Regions from separate parts of the Anas platyrhynchos genome. Here region 1 is linked to region 2. A link is a contact called in public Hi-C data. All regions are on one chromosome and are shown on one strand. Each heading gives the region's core, a stretch centred on a gene start, on an enhancer-like site or on the middle of the called end of the contact. The rest is flanking DNA. Distances are from core to core; before and after follow the strand shown. Region 1 has its middle 18 kb from the start of UBASH3B. Region 2 overlaps LOC110353382 (a long non-coding RNA gene).

Region 1 (2,700 bases), core at 126-2,625, 300 kb after region 2:
TGCAACCACAAAATCAGTGTCACCAGAGCGTAGCCACGAGCGTGCAGAGGAGAGTCAGCAAACTGGTGGTGTCTGCACGCTGCTCTTGAAAGGACGGGCTGTGTTAGCCCAGCTTGGCAGGGATGCCTTTATATCCCTGACTGCATCTCCTCTGCCTTTCAGGCGGTGCAATGCAAAGACTTCCCAGCTCAGCCCCGTCTGAATGGGTTCAGGTCTTTTCGCTGAACCCATCACCGTAGCATCTGAGCCTTTGTAACTGACACAAAAACTATTTCCATGGGTCACCCCACTTCCTCCCAGCCCAGATACATTAAATTTCTTTTTTTTTTTTTTTAAATGGGGGTTCAGCGGAGCATTAGGAAAAAGGGGCGATTCTTTGTGGTGCAACATCAAAGACTGCACACAAGGAATCTTGTTCTGAAGCCTCTCACCAGGAAAAGCCAAGCAAATGAAAAGCTCACATCAGACAGCTAGAAGACAGCAAAGGCAACGGACCTAGAGGCACAAGGAAAGCCTAAATCCAGCGGTTTACAGCCAAGACTCAGGAGGCCGGGCCCTTACTTAAGGCTTTTTAAGACAGCATAAAGCCGTTTGAAGAGGAACTGAAGGACACGCTCCTAATGGGCTGCAATTCGTTTGTTTATCTGTCTGTTTTTAATGAAGGCACCACAGAGCCTACTGGAGAACATCCCAGCTTCACTTGGCGTTGTCCCGGTCGTCCCCTGGAAGCGCTGCCACCACATCAAACACAGCCACAGCTCCCTGGGACCGAGCCTTGGAGCCCAGTGCAGGACCCGAGCCCCGGGGGAGGCAGTGGCCAAATGCTCCTGGAATCCAAATCCACCATCGGCAGCCAGACATAACCCCGACGGTAGCTGTGCAAGAATCCTTCCCTCACATCTCCAGCACCGACCTGTCCCTGGAGCACCCCAGGAGGATGAAATGCAGGTGGAGGAGCCGGGCTGAGGCACCGATGCCCTTCAGGCTTGGGAGCTGGAGGCCACCCATGCGTTGGGTGCCCTCTGCTCCAGCTGGTCCCTGTCTGCAAACCACCTCACCTCCACCTACCTGGGGCTGTGAGGGGATTTTGGGGCCAAAACAAGCCGTGGGGTGGAGGGGACAGGCTGCAGATTGTTGGCAGATTTGGGCATGAGCCCCCCCAGCCTCCCCAAACTCAGCTCTTCTCCCACACTTGTTAAACCCCCCCTGCTCCTCCCAGGGGGGTATTCCTCATTAGCACCGGGTTTTGCTGCTCAGAGAAGCCAGCCAGGGTGGCAAACGAGGCCGAAAGGGCCCAAGCCGAATGAACCCTCCCTTCTGGGTCAAGTTTTCCTCCAAGGCCAGGCGGGCTCCCCATGCACAGTGCAACACTGACCTCGTGTGGCTGCTGCTCCCTCCTCAAGCTGCCAAGAGCAGCGAGCAGGGGCCTCTTCCCCTCTCCCCTTCCTGCCAGGTGACCACTGACATTATCTATTTGATAAATCCGAGCAAAGGGGCACAGCAAATCCCCCCTGTGCGCACCCCTCTGCTCCCTTTGTCCGCGGGGTGCCCGAGGGTGAAGGGGCGGCTTGGCCTTCACTCCACTCCTGGCATCAGTCCCAAGACAAAAGCTTCCTTCAGGAGATAAAACTGGTCCGTGCCTGGGTCAGAAGAGGTCCAACCAGGATGTACAATCATTCCCATAAAGTGTACAGTCGTAATACAACCACCATAGGATGTACAATCACTCCCGCAGACACCACCCTCCTGCACAGCAGAGCGGGGAGGCAGCGTGTTCGGGCTCTTATCACAGCTCCCAGGTGCTGAGACAGCTTCCATCATGTGGTTCCTTCTGTGATAACCTTGCAGGAGGAAGGAGACAGCAGATCCTCATTGGATTTCCCCCTTCAGGACAGGGGTAAGCCTATCTACACAGCTGAGCTGGGCAGAAGCAGCTGATGGCAGCCTCAGCCACCCCCTGGGTACCACCAGGGATGCTCAGCAGCCCCTAACCCTGCACCGCCTCGCTCCTGGGAGCCTCACACGTTCCCAAGAACAGTTTGACTATCCACAGAGCCTACTGCCTCCAGGTATCGGCAGAAACTTGTTGTTGTTCCTGGCTGGTTTCAAATATTTGAGGAGCTTCTGAAAAAAAAAAAAAAAGAAAGAAAAAAAAAGCCTGATGTTAGGAGCCTTTAATAGTGAGCTCCAGCTGCATCCTGGATGACAATGAGAAATCAGCAGGGGCTCACAGAGCAAAGTTAAATCTGTCTGATAGATCTGGATGACCCCAAAACGTCCCAAGGCCCTGCAGGTCCACCTTGGAAGCTGTACGGAGATACACTTGGCCGATAGCCATAACCTGCCATAGGGAAAGTCTTCCTCTGCTGTGCCAGTGGGAGATTGGAGGAACCAAGAACTGCTGCCCATGCCAGAAGCTGTTCATCAGTTGGGTTTTTGGCCCTGTACAGAGCAGTGGCTCCTGCTGAGCTGAGAATTATAAACCTACATCTCCACTCCCTGCCCGCCCCTCATTTCAAACACTGGGTTTTAAATGATGCATAACCCTTCCGGGCCTTCTGCCTGGGCACAGAAACTTTCCCATACCAAGGGAATTAAAAACTAGGTTACACACACTTGTCACACCAGAAAGTTCCTTAAAGCAGCTGCAAAAAGACCTCATTTGGTCACCTCTCATCGGAGGTCTGTGACCAGCTTCCC
Region 2 (2,700 bases), core at 75-2,574:
TCCCCTTCTAACCCCTCCCTGCCCCCACTTCTTAGATGGAAATTCATTTATTTTAGAGTGGTGAAACTGCACACGAACGTTTCCCAAGCCAAGCGGCCCCACGGGCTCTGCTCAGGGGAACGGATGAGGACGGGACGAGGGGCACTGCAGGGGGAGCCTGGTGTGTGTCTGCCTGTGCATGGCCACAGGACAGCCCAATGAGTGCATCATCCCCTGGGGAAACCCACTGAAAATACCTTACTTCTGCTCTGGGGAGAGGAGCTGAAATGGTTAAACTGACTGCTTTTAGGATAAACTCCGCTTACATAGAAATTTTAGGGAAAAAAATCTTTTTTTTTTTTTTTCTCCTTTTTTACTACTTTTTGGGCATGCGCCACAAATGCAAATGCTCTGAAACTGGAATTAGTGCTCCCAGGCTGGTATAAATAAAATGGCTGGTCTCGTAGCCGGCTTGAGGGCAGGAACACTTGGTGCGGTGGCACAGGGCACTGTCCTGTGTGCAGTGCAAGGGGGCTGATGGCAAAACCCCACAGCTTCCAGCCCCATCTGAAGCACAACGCATGCTGCCTTTGGTGGCATCGACTTCCCCGTGGGCTCTGCAGAACCACCACGGTGACCCCCATGAAGCCACAAATCGGTGCCCTCTCCATGCAGGGGTAACAGACGGGGTGGGCTGGGATGATGGTCAGGGTGATGGGCAGGCAAACCTGCTCCACCATCAGGCAAGCACTTCTAACAACTGAAATAGGAATGTTTTTTATAGCGGGGGGCTGAAATACCACAATCGGACTCGGTTGGGCTTTCTGAAGTGGTACTTTCTGCTTGGAGGTGTTTGCAGGGAGCAGGATCCCGCCGGCTCCTTGCCTTTGTGGGGGATACAGCACGAGGTGAACCTTTCCACCAGCCACTGGCCCCGCTCCTCTCCTTCCTCCTACGGGCACTCATCACAGCGTGGTGGTACCTCGTTCTCTGCACACCATGGACCTAGATGGCAATAATCAGCACAACCAGAGGAAATCGGTTCTACCTGTTGTATTTCTGCAGGCAGAAGGTAATCAAAACCTGCTATAACCTACGTTGTCCGAGAGGAAAACCGGCCCTGCTCCGACCTGCCAACTCAAGCAGAAGGCAGCACGGCTGCTAATTGCCTCCGACCCATTAGGGCAGCCTGCACGGGGGAAGATTTTGGGTCTAATTGCCCGCGCGCAGTGCTCTGCGCCACAATTTGCTCCGACACCGCAACCACATTAATTGTCCCGGCCAGCGGCGCCTCTGCTCCTCATTTCTATGCCGACTGCTCCCTCCTCTTTGGCTGCCCGAGAAATCCCCGGCAGCCAATGGGCAGCGCCTTCCCCATTCATGTCCTAGCAACAAGGCCTGTTCCAATCTCGCTCCGGCAAACTGACACCTGAAAAATGACATCATGAAGAATAGGAAGGCAGCGGGGCCAGGCCCGCTCTCTTTTTTTTTTTTTTTTTTTTTTTTTTTTTTTTTCAGCTGTCTGCTGCAGAGTTCATTTGAGGTGTTTCAGTCTCGGTTCTTAAAGCTACACCACGCGAAACGCCGCCCGCGCTTCTCTTCTCCCCTTTTTCCCGAGCCGGGGATGGAGGTTAACAGCCTGCAGGAATTGCGTTTCATCCCTCTGCCCCTCCAACCTCTCCCAGTGCCATGCTGCCCATCACCGGTCCTGCTGCGACCGAAAGACAAACCCCAAATCCACCCCCAACCCCAAAATCCCTTGTAAATCCCCCCAAACTGCTCAGCATCACATCTCCACTTCTCTCTTCGCCACCTCAATAAAGCAAACTGATGGGAATACCTCCGACAGCCCGCGTGAGATGGACACAAACCCCCGTGCAATATTTTCTCTATCCCTTTACTCCCTATCTCCTCCAATGCATTGTGCTTTTCCCGGGGAGGGAGGCAATATTTTCGGATACAGACAGCCCTCCGAGGCTGCGGCGTGCAAAAGGAACACCGAAATCCGTCGCTGAAAGGGTTTAGCGGAGGCTGCACGCTGCTTCTCGACGCAAAGATCAAAACCTTTCGCTTGCCTTCCCTGCTATCATTTTTAATTAATGAAGGCAGAAATGCCTGCAGATACGGAACCGGGGAGAGAACGCCCTCCCTGTCTCTGCACTGTATTTTCTTTAGGGGGAGGAAAAAAAAAAAAAAATGGCAGCGAAAAAATCGTGATCAGCAAAGATTGCAATCATACAGCAGCTCCAGGTGATTAACTGCAACAATTGCTAATTTTTAGAGGAGCCGTGGGACACGGGGATGAGGGGGTTACAGCTCAGGACCAGTCTGCAATTTATGTAAAACATTTTAGCGCACCGGAAAATATACAGCAGAGAAAATCCAATTCCAGATGATTCAAAGGCACAAAGACAATGGAAGAAAAGGACTAAGTTCAGCTCATTTAAATGTTGTTAATTGTTCATTCCCATAGTGAGACGGCTTCTTCTGCAAATGAGAGAACAAACCCTTTAACGTTTTTGTTTTTTTTTTTTAATTATTTTTATTTTTTATTAGCACCATGCCAGGACTGAAGTGAACCCAAATAATCTTAATCACTGAACAGTACTTGCTGTTTTATGGCTTTTTAAAGAAAGCAGGAGAAGAAAAAGAAGAAAAGCCACAGATAATGCACCACTGGCACAAAGAGCTGCGCGGAGGTTGGAAGTCACTGCAATATGC

What was found. A called contact is a pair of places that touch in the nucleus more often than the background predicts.
Region 1: a Hi-C map of skeletal muscle shows a contact between it and region 2, with 4 times the contacts expected there. The contact joins two enhancer-like sites. A contact is called at or near these places in 4 of 8 Hi-C or Micro-C datasets (liver, skeletal muscle and subcutaneous adipose tissue).

What each region holds. Positions count from the first base shown.
Region 1 is chr25:7,452,841-7,455,540 of IASCAAS_PekinDuck_T2T, forward strand. No RefSeq gene overlaps it. Among named protein-coding and RNA genes, the nearest start is that of UBASH3B, 18 kb to the right of the region's middle. Within about 2 kb of position 1,376, at least 3 of the 8 cell types and tissues checked have an H3K27ac peak or open chromatin away from gene starts, as enhancers often do.
Region 2 is chr25:7,157,052-7,159,751 of IASCAAS_PekinDuck_T2T, forward strand. All of the region lies in intron 16 of LOC110353382 (a long non-coding RNA gene), which reads right to left. Among named protein-coding and RNA genes, the nearest start is that of SORL1, 51 kb to the left of the region's middle. Within about 2 kb of position 1,325, at least 4 of the 8 cell types and tissues checked have an H3K27ac peak or open chromatin away from gene starts, as enhancers often do.